Regions from separate parts of the Pan troglodytes genome. Here region 1 is linked to region 2. A link is a contact called in public HiChIP or PLAC-seq data. All regions are on one chromosome and are shown on one strand. The core of a region is the stretch at or near the end of the contact, and the rest is flanking DNA. Distances in the headings are between cores, read along the strand shown. Region 1 holds the start of NPC2 (NPC intracellular cholesterol transporter 2). Region 2 holds the start of ABCD4 (ATP binding cassette subfamily D member 4).

Region 1 (5,132 bases), core at 791-3,290, 190 kb after region 2:
TAGTAGAGATGGGGTTTCACCATGTTGGCCAGGATGGTCTCAATCTCTTGACCTCGTGATCTGCCCGTCTTGGCCTCCCAAAGTGCTGGGATTACAGGTGTGAGCCACTGTGCCTGGCCGGAATGAGTTATTAAAATTAATAGTGTCTTCATCCAAACGCTGGCTACTAAGTTTAATGGAGGGAAAGGCAGTAATTTGAAGCGATAATAGCTTTCAAGTGCCAGTCTCCTAAATCAATGGAATAGCATTTAAGTGTTAATCGGCCAGCACTCCATTCCTTAATCAATCCTGTCCCCTAATCCCCAACTTTGCTTTTGTCTCAACATGAATTTTTATGACATAGGGGAAAAAGATTTCCATCTATGTTTTCAACACATTTCATTGAGCAGTTACTATTACCTGGGCACTGGATATAAAGCAGCAAACTTATGAAACTGCCTTTGCAAAAATCCTGAGGAAATTAAGACAGTGAAAGAGATCAGGACTCACCTACCCATCTTCCTTCTAACCTCTAAACTGTCTTTGTTCATTCCTGGGTGTAGGCTGAACTAGTCTTGGAGAGGAATTTATAGTTTAAACTCTGAAACGAAATGGATAATAGCCCTTTCCTGAAAAACCCCTTCTTGCCTGGGGACCAGTCTGCCATTGTAGGACTAACAAATTAGCTACGAGTTTAGGGGCCACGCCGCCTCTGGCTGTAAGAGTCTGAACCTCCCCAAATTGCTCCTGGTAATAATATCACTATTGTAAAACCTAAGGTCAGTGCTTGAGATATTTTGCAGATCCTGCATTCCGATGCAGCAAATGACACCACCCAGAGGTCAGCAAGAAGAACTCACTTCGACTCTCCTATGATTTTATCTTCAACCTGATCAATCAGCACTCCCCACTTTCCAAGCCCATACCCGCCAAATTATCCTTTAAAACTCTGATCCCCGAATGCTCGGGGAGACTGATCTGAGTAACAATAAAACTCCGGTCTCCCCCACAGCCGGCTCTGCGTGAATTACTCTTTTCGCCATTGCAAATCCCATCTTGATAAATCCGCTCTGTCTAGGCAATGGGCAAGGTGAACCCCTTGGGCGGTTACACTTACTCTGGTTCCCCATTCTGCTGCGTGACTTTAGGTAGGCTACCCAACATCCCTGGAATTCAACGATTGATTATACGATCTCCGTGCTTCCTTTCCACTCATAGATCTTACAAAGTCAGTTTCATGCCTCTTTCATTGACAGTTCTATCTCTCTACCTCCACCTCTGAACAAAATTGCTCGAGTTTCTGTTCCGACAATTCTATAGACTCGACTCAATGAAGGCACTCAGAATTTCTACCACCTGTTGTATTTTCCAACAAAGATTCCAACCACAGCGGCGAGAGGGAGTTATGTATCACAAGCTGTGATTAGAGACACAATGAGATTTATACAAGGAAAAACTGATTAAGAATCACAAGATTCCAAAGCCCAAAGGAAGTCCTATTTGTAACAATAAATGATGAAAAAGGGGAATTGACTTTTGACTTGTCAGCAAAAACGAAATTAAAAGAAAAGCAAAAGGAGTTGGAAGGGGGAGGCGGGATTCCAAGATACAAAGCATAAATAAAAAGAAGTTCTGTGCTCCACCCCTCCACCAGCGCTGGATACAGCCCTTCTGTTGTCCGCCCTACAAACTTTAGGAAACTTCAGCAAAAGGCCCACCTCCTGGAGTTCCCAGGAACCCCAAAACACGCGTTCTAAGGAAAGAAACAAAGTTGTGTGCGGTCGGGTTTCATGGAGGCCGGCGCCTTCTCCCCCGACCCAGCCCATTCCAGTTAGGTAGGGTCCAAGGCTCAGCCTGGCCGCCCGAGGGATCCGCCCAGCCCAGCCCCAGGGGTCTCAGCGCGGGGGTCCGGCGGGGCCTTCCACAGAGGGCGCGGGAACCTTGGGCGGGCCTGGGGCTCACCGCAGTCCTTGAACTGCACCGGTTCGGCCTGGGCAGCGGTGCTGAGCGCCAGGAGCAGGAATGTAGCTGCCAGGAAACGCATCGCGGCTAACGAAGTTCCAAGCTCGGGAAAGAAGCAGCGGCTGCCCGCGGTCACAAGACAAACCTGTGGGGGCGGGCCCGGGGAGGAGCCCAGTCAGGCGACCTGTCACCAGTAACCACAGCTGAGGCCCGCCCGCGCCCCGCCCCCGGCTCCGGAAAGCCAGCTCCAGCCCTCTCAGGCCCAGAGGCCTGCAGTCTCCGCCCATGCCATTCCCTCAGAGGCCTGACCCGCCCGGACCCACCTCCGCCCCGCCCCGCCTCACTCCTCCCCGCCCCGTTCCTTCCCTTTAGAGCACCTCTCCGGCTTCCTGGGTGCGTCCCCGCCGCTGCCGTCTGGAGCATTTCTAGCCAATCAGACACCTTCTCCTCCCGCACTACCCAATAGGCATGTTGGGGGCGGGGCCTCCGTGAAGTCCCGGCCTCCTGTTCGTTCTCTCCGCCTCCCGAGGCCCCGGGTGAGAAACGGGGGAGACGCGAGGGGCGGAGCTTGTGGAGGAAGATGGCTGCCGCCTGGGGGTCGTCCCTAACGGCCGCGACGCAGAGAGCGGTCACTCCCTGGCCGAGGGGCAGGTACCAAGACTAGAAAGGCACCTGGAAAGGGTGTTTGGTTCTGCGCCTCTAGGACAAATGGGAAACTAAGGCCTGTGGGGGATGCGAGGGTTTGGTGGGAGGCCGTCCAGGTGGGGGTCGCCAGGTTTAGCGTGAGGCGCTCCAGGTCGAGGGTTGCAAGGTGCCCCTTCTGCTCCCGGGCTTACCCTCCTCCCTTGCGCGCAGGCTCCTCGCGGCCTCCCTGGGACCCCAGGCGCGTCGGGAGGCGTCGTCCTCCAGCCCCGAGGCCGGCGAAGGGCAGATCCGCCTCACAGACAGTTGCGTCCAGGTAGGAGGCCGGACGCGGAGCGGCGGTACCCAGGCGATTGGCGGGAGCAGCGGGAACTGCTCTTCACTCAGCCCTTTAACTCCCGTTTCCCGCTATTCTTGATCCCCCTTCCTGCATTTCAGAGGCTTTTGGAAATCACCGAAGGGTCAGAATTCCTCAGGCTGCAAGTGGAGGGAGGTGGATGCTCCGGATTCCAATACAAATTTTCACTGGATACAGTTATCAACCCCGACGACAGGCAAGGAGGAAGGGGTGGGTCCCCAAAGGAGGTACAGGAGGGACAAAAGTGTCTCCAGTTTAAGGTGCACTTTTATTCCAAATTTAAAGGGTTTACCTGGGATGGTTAACACCGCCCGCCTCACAGTGAGGATGCAGTAAAGGTTTGTTGTTCTGAATCAAAATAACTAAGTTATAGGAGCAAAATTGATCTGCCCAGGTCCATTGGGTAGTCGGTAGAAAGTCAGGCCGGACTAGATTCCAGGCTTAAGTCCCTACACGTTTCCCAGTATTTATTCCATTGAATCATTTTGCCTCAAAGAAAATCAGCACCTGTTAAAGGTAATGGGGAAGCTCCCTCTGTACTTTAGAAAACAGAGGATGTGCACCTCTGGGCTCAGGGGGTGTCTTTTTTGTGTTTGCGATACTCCTTAATGCCTTCCTCCTGTCTTTTCAGGGTATTTGAACAGGGTGGGGCAAGAGTGGTGGTTGACTCTGATAGCTTGGCCTTCGTGAAAGGGGCCCAGGTGGACTTCAGCCAAGAACTGATCCGAAGCTCATTTCAAGTGTTGAACAATCCTCAAGCACAGCAAGGCTGCTCCTGTGGGTCATCTTTCTCTATCAAACTTTGATGTGATGACTGGTGACTCTGGGATTGTCACCAGTTGTACCAATTTGAAGAACCTGGAATTAGTAGAATTCTAGAAGTTTCCTTCTAATCATGTCCCTCTCAATTTTATTTCCCGCAGTCCAGGAGTGTTATGTTTTGCCACTATTATTTTCAGAACGTGAAGATTTTACTCTTGGCTTAATTTTTCCCTCCACTCAGTGCTAAGGCTGAGCCTCCAGATGCTGTTACCTCAGATTTAATCACTGGTTGAAACTCCGTATAATCTGTAGAGCCTCCATGGCTCTAAAATTTGGAATTAACTTCTCTTGCCTTAAGAGCTGCTTGTACATATGTGGATAGCTATGTATAAAAGCTTCATTTTAAAGAAGGTTCTTATTGTGTTGTGGATCAGGGTCACAGATTGGGTAGCTTGGACACCAGTTATTAGAGGATGAGAAAAGTAAACGAAATGTTCTCTTTTTCATTTCACCCTGCCAGAATGTGCCACTTGACTTATCTTTATTGTCTATGCAACCCATTTGCCACTTCCTATTTGATAGGACAGATACATTTTACTCTCATGCTCGTGGATCTGCTATGAGTCATAAAACCAAGAGCCCGTTACCCAGAAAACTTGGACCAAACCCTCACTGACAGTGAATTATTTCAAAAATAGCCTCCCTACTCATACAGACATTTTAAGATTCTGTGACAATTTAATGACTGAATCTTTTTAGGATATGTTGCTTTACCTGCCTTCTGTTGTAAAATGGCTCTGGTCTCATGCACAGCAGGAAGTGATCCCTTTATTGTTATAGGTAATAGATTATTGGGAACCTTTTTTTAGATTGGGTTACCAGATGAAATGTAGGATGCCCAGTTAAATTTGAATTTCAGGTAAATAATTTTTTAGTATGCGTATGTCTCAAATATTGCATATACTAAAAATTACTATTTGAAATTCAAATTTAACTCCTATATTTTTATTTGCTGACCTTGGCAACTCTGCTTTAGGGTCACCAAACAGAAAGCTTTTAAAATCACAAATTCTAGTGAATTAAAGTACTTGTGTAGGTGTGGCACTTAAATAGGCTTTGGAGCTTGAAATAATCCTGTTAGAGTGCTGTGGAGCTGTGTGGTCAGACAGCGAAAGAAATCTACCACCATCACCACACCGAATGATTTATTAATACTGATGTTGGAGAAACTACAACCAAGTTGATTCTGGAAGAGTTACTGGTTAAATCCATCTTTTGCTTGGGAGCCTAGAAGTTTGTTACAGCAAAGACTTGCATTTCTGCACTGGATTGGAATTAAGGTCATTTAGTAAGAATTTACTATTTAAAAAAATGGAAATAGAGTTTAGAAAATATCTGAGACAGAAACTTAGATACATTTCCAACATGG
Region 2 (5,654 bases), core at 943-3,442:
GTTTTGCTCGTTGCCCAGGCTGGAATGCAACGGCGCAATCTCGGATCACTGCAACCTCCGCCTCCCTGGTTCAAGTGATTCTCCTGTGTCAGCCTCCTGACCAGTTGCAATTACAGGTGCATGCCACCACGCCCGGCTAATTTTTGTATTTTTAGTAGGAGACGGGGTTTCATCATATTGGTCAGGCTGGTCTCGAACTCCTGACCTCCGGTGATCCACCTGCCTCGGCCTCCCAAAGTGCTGGGATTACAGGCGTGAGCCACCGTGCCTGGCCTAAAATCTTTTTTTTTTTTTTTGAGACAAGGTCTTGCTCTGTTGCCCAGGCTGGAATGCAGTGGTGCGATCTCAGCTCAGGGCAACCTCTGCCTCCCGGGTTCAAGCGACTGTCCCACCTCAGCCTTTTTAGTGGCTGGGAGTACGGGCGTGCGTCAACACGCTCAGCTAATTTTTGTATTTTTGGTAGAGATGGGGTTTCACCATGTTGCCCAGGCTGATCTTGAACTCCTGGACTCCAGTGGTCCACCTACCTCAGCCTCCCAAAGTGATAGGATGACAGGTGTGAGCCACCGGGCATGGCCAGGATCTAAAATCTAGAGCCTACAAGAATTCCTGCAAGCCAGGAACATAGGAAATCCATAGAGAAGTGGGAAGGGATATAAACAGGCAATTCAAAAAAGGGAAAACCCACGTTTAATAAACACATGAAAATGTAGGCCGGGAGCAGTGGCTCACGTCTGTAATTCCTTTATGCACTGCCCGTCGGGAAGTGTTATCCCTGCACTTCGGAAGGCCGAGGCGGATGGATCACCTGAGGTCAGGAGTTCAAGACCAGACTGGCCAACCCCCCCCATCTTTGCTAAAAATACAAAAAATTAGCTGGGTGTGGTGGCGCGCGTCTGTAATCCCAGCTACTCAGGAGGCTGAGGCAGAAGAATCGCTTGAACCCGAGGCGGAGGTTGCAGTGAGCCGAGATCATGCCACTGCACTCCTGCCCGGGCAACAAGAGCAAAACTCCATCTCAAAAAAAAAAGAAAGAAAGAAAGAAGGAAAGAAAATGTACACGATGGGATACCACCTTACACCCACCAGACTGATAAACATTACAAAACCAGCCGCCACTGAACGATGGAGGGATACCGGGAAACAGGAAGCTTTATGCACTGCCCGTCGGGAAGTATAAACTAGTGTGACCATTCCAAAGAACAATCCAGCAAAATTAGATATGACCAGGACCCAACTCTGGGGTGGATACCCAGAGAAATGCAACAATATGCACAAGGAGACAACTGCCAGAATATTCATTACAGTGTGGCTTGTAGGGGTGTTAATACTAGAAAAAAATCTAGGTATCCACCACTAGGGGAATAAGTCTATGCACACAGCACCCATCATGCAAGCACTCAGAAGTGAAAACAAGATGACTAGCATGGATGGACTCAAAAACACAATGTTGAGGAAAAAGGTTTAAAGAAAAATCACAGCATATTATATTGAAGAATTCGAAACCACTATATAGATTTCAAAGTAACACTTGCACAAATTTACCCAAGGTGGACCGTAAAGCCACTTATATAACACACCAGAGTGGCTGGCTGAAAAGGGGAGTGAAAGGGGTCTGGGAATAGGAACGAAGAGAGGAAGTGATAAACAAGGAGCCTTGCATTGGCCCACAGGGTGTCAAGAACTGAGAAGGATCAACTCAATTTTGTGCACCTGAGGTTCTTTTTTCAAAAAAAGAATGCCAGTTGCGAGGGAGAGGGTCCCACACCGCAGGAGATGGCCCAAGTCCGGCCAAGAACGGAGGGGGCTGCGGCCGGTGCGGAGCGGCCTAGAGCGGCGGGAGGGCGGACGCCCCTTCGAGAGCTCCTCTTTCTCTCAGAAGTCACGGGGGCGAGACGGGGGCGCCAGGGCGGCGGACGAGGCACGGAGGGCAGGAGAGCCCATTCCCTACAGCCCGGAACTCCTGCTCCCAAACCTCCTCCCCGACCGCCCTGCTTACCTGGCGCCAGCTCCGGGCGCGGGCCCCGGGACCGCCATGACCTGAGACCCGAGGGACTCTGGAGCCCAGCTGCCCCTAGTTCAGTACTGGGTAGAGTCCGAGGAGGGGCGGGGCCCCGGCTACCACAGAGACCGCGTTTGATAGAGAGGAAGGTGCGGGAGACGCGGACTCTCCCGGAAGCGACCGACGTCTCTAAAAGTACCAGAGAGTGGACTCGGCTGACCCGGCGGCTACAGCGCCCCCATATTTTCTGGGAGACTTCCCTTTTGACAATAGGTATCCGAGAGTGTAACTACTTTATGGCAAGTATTTTAGATTCTGAGTATAATAGATGTTTTACATATTCTCCCAGAGAAGCCAGCATGATCCTTAAAAAAGTATAAATTAGGCTTCCAGCCGGGCGCGGTGGGTTACTCCTGTAATCCCAGCACTTTGGAAGGCCAAGGCGGGAGGATCGCTTGAGCCCAGGAATTCAAGACCAGCCTGGGCAACATGGCAAGACCCCGCCTTTACAAAAGATAAAAGCATTAGCCGGGGATGGTGGCGAGCGCCTGTGGTCCGAGCTACTCTGGAGGCTGAGGCAGGAGAATCATTTGGGCCCAGAAGGTCAAGGCTGCAGTGAGCCGTGACTGTGCCACTGCACTCCAGCCTGGGCGACAAAGAGAGACCCTGTCTCAAAAATAAATAAATAGATGATGATGATCGATAGATAAGATAGATAGTTGAATGAATGAAATGCTTATCAGTTGACTGATTAGTACCCAAAGGGAGGTGGGAAATGGCTCAAAAAAAAAAACCAAACAAACAGCATGATCCCACAGGTCCCTAAATTTGAATCTGGATGTGTCTTCTCACTTTCCTCCAATCCTTATTAAGTTTCAACTGCATGCCAAACGCTCTACAACATGCATGTATCACTTGTCTTTATGAAAGTTGCAGTCTAGCTGGGTAGGTCAATCAGTTGACAATTACAGCTTTTTTTTTTTTTTTTTGATACGGAGTGTTGCTTTTGTTGCCCCGGCTAGAGTGCAATGGCGCGATATCGGCTCACGGCAACCTCAGCCTCCCGGATTGAAGCCATCCTCCTGCCTCAGCCTCCCGAGTAGCTAGGATTACAGGCATGTGCCACCACGCCCAGCTAATTTAGTATTTTTAGTAGAGACAGGGTTTCTCCATATTGGTCAGGCTGGTCTTGAACTCCTAACCTCAGGTGATCTGCCCGCCTTGGCTTTCCAAAGTGTTGGGATTACAAGAGTGAGCCACCGCTCCTGGCCTTTTTTTGTTTTTGTTTTTGTTTTAGACGGAGTTTTGCTCTTGTGGCTCAGGCTGGAGTGCAATGGTGCTATCTTGGCTCACTGCAACCTGTGCCTCCCGGGTTCAAGCGATTCTCCTGCCTCAGCCTCCCGAGTAGCTGGGATTACAGGCATGCACCACCATACCCGGCTAATTTTGTATTTTTAGTAGAGACGTGGTTTCTCCATGTTGGTCAGGCTGGTCTCGAACTCCCGACCTCAGGTGATCCACCCACCTTGGCCTCTCAAAATGCTGGGATTACAGGTGTGAATCACCGTGCCCGGCCTACAGCTGTCTTTATGAAGTGCTATGACAAACATACCATACAGCAGGGGTTCTCAACTTTGGCGCCATTAAGTTTTGGGGCCTGATCATTCTTTGCTGAGTAGGCTTTCCTATGCAATGTAGGATGTTTAGCTGTATCCCAGGCCTCTACGCACTAGAAGCCGGTGGCATTCCCTCTGACCTAGGCATCCCAAAATGTCTCTAAACATTGCCAAATGTCCCTTAGGGGAGAAAGGACCAAAATTCCAGCTTTACCCCACCCCCTAGCATTGAGAACCACTGCCCCAGAACCAAAGAGAGAGGCATTTAACTCAGCATGGGGAAAAGTGGAATCTAGAAAGACTTTGAAGAGGAAATAACTTTATTCAAGTATGTCTTTCTTATTTGAAAACCAAAAAAATAGGATGCAATTTTTGAAAAATTAATAAGGCAACCAAAGTATTAAAGCAAGCAACGTCACCTCTCTAGGTTAATCTAGGTTTACAGATCTTGTCCCCTTTCAGTCTCAAAAATGTCCTAGTTTGGTATTCGGTGGCATTACTGTCCCAGGGTGCCTCAGCATTGTCTATTACTGTAAACTTTTAAGAAGTAGCAGGCTGGGCACGGTGGCTCACGCCTGTAATCCCAGCGCTTTTGGAGGCCGAAGCAGGCAAATCACCTGAGGTCAGGAGTTCAAGACCAGCCTGGCCAACATGACGAAATCCCGTCTTTACTAAAAATACAAAAATTAGCCAGGTGTGGTGGCGGGTGCATGTAATCCCAGCTACTTGGGAGGCTGAGGCAGGAGAATTACTTGAACCCAGGAGGTGGAGGTTGCATTGAACTGAGATTGTGCCATTGTACTCCAGCCTGGGTGACAGAGTGAGACTGTTTCAAAAAAAAAAAGAAGAAGAAGAAGTACTACACCAGAGTTACCAGTGAGCAAGCGGGAGGGTCTTTGGCTACTGGAGTGCAGCAGAGCAGAGCAATGCCCAAATCAAAGGAACTTACTTCTTCAAGCTCTTCTGGCAGTGGTTCTGACAGTGATGTTGACAAAAAGTTAAAGAGGAAAAAGCAGGTTGCTCCAGAAAGACCTGTAAAGAAGCAAAAGACTGGTGAAACTTGAAGAGCTCTATCATCTTCCAAAGAGAACAGCAGCAGCAGCACAGATGATAACATGATGTTTCAGGTTAGGAAAATGAGGTACATTAGTGTTTGGGATTTTTTTTTTTTAGACTTGTCCCCCAAGGCTGGAGCGCAATGGCACGATCTTGGCTCACTGCAACCTCTGCCTCCCAGGTTCAAGCAATTCTCCTGCCTCAGCCTCCTGAGTAGCTGAGACTGCAGGCACTCGCCACCATGCCTGGCTAATTTCTGTCTTTTATGTCGAGACAGGGTTTCACCATGTTGGCCAGGCTGGTCTTGAACTCCTGACCTCAAGTGATCTGCCCACCTTGGCCTCCCAAAGTACTAGGATTACAAGTGTGAGCCACCAAGCCGGGCCAGTGTTTGGGATTTTAAAGGGTAATTGATATTAAATAATATTGGATGGATCCAGAAGGTGAAATGAAACCAGGAAGAGAAGGTATTTCTTTGAATTTGGAGCAAAGAAGCCAGCTGAAGGAATAGATTTTTTAAAATTTAAATTTAAAGATTATATATATATAATATATGTAAAAATATATATGTAAAATATATATGTAAAAATATACATATATATATATATATGTATATATATTTTTTTGAGACAGAGTCTTGCTCTGTTGCCCATGCTGGAGTGCAGTGGTGGGATCACAGCTGACCGCAGCCTCCATCTCCTGGGCTCAAGTGATCCACCTCAGCCTCCTTAGTAGCTGGGACTATAGGTGCTGGCATCACACACAGCTAATTAAAAAAATTTTTTTTTGTAGAGAAGGCAGGGGTTGGGGGGAGGTGTCTCACTGTGTTGTCCAGGCTAGTCTTAAATTCCTAGGCTCAAGTGATCCTCCACCTTTGCCTCCCTAAGTGCTGGGATTACAGATGTGAGCCACTGCACCTGGCCAAGAACAGATTTCTGATACTGATGATGCAGTTAAGAAAACTGTGAAATTCAAGCCAT

The links. HiChIP or PLAC-seq counts read pairs in DNA pulled down with a chosen protein or histone mark.
Region 1: a contact with region 2 is called in an H3K4me3 HiChIP or PLAC-seq map of stem cell-derived excitatory neurons, with 2.6 times the contacts expected there. The contact joins the promoter of NPC2 here to the promoter of ABCD4 in region 2. A contact is called at or near these places in 2 of 7 Hi-C or Micro-C datasets (both in induced pluripotent stem cells) and 1 of 1 datasets of contacts at active chromatin or transcription factors (stem cell-derived excitatory neurons).

What each region holds. Positions count from the first base shown.
Region 1 is chr15:72,442,640-72,447,771 of NHGRI_mPanTro3-v2.0_pri, forward strand. NPC2 (NPC intracellular cholesterol transporter 2) reads right to left here and starts at 2,041. Exons shown (of 5, transcript NM_001009075.1): 1 at 1,942-2,041. The coding sequence starts at 2,023. ISCA2 (iron-sulfur cluster assembly 2) reads left to right here and starts at 2,481. Exons shown (of 4, transcript XM_009428131.4): 1 at 2,481-2,592; 2 at 2,797-2,899; 3 at 3,022-3,151; 4 at 3,573-4,113. The coding sequence starts at 2,522. The coding sequence ends at 3,631.
Region 2 is chr15:72,248,431-72,254,084 of NHGRI_mPanTro3-v2.0_pri, forward strand. ABCD4 (ATP binding cassette subfamily D member 4) reads right to left here and starts at 2,193. Exons shown (of 20, transcript XR_010151217.1): 1 at 2,000-2,193. It also overlaps the pseudogene LOC107968317.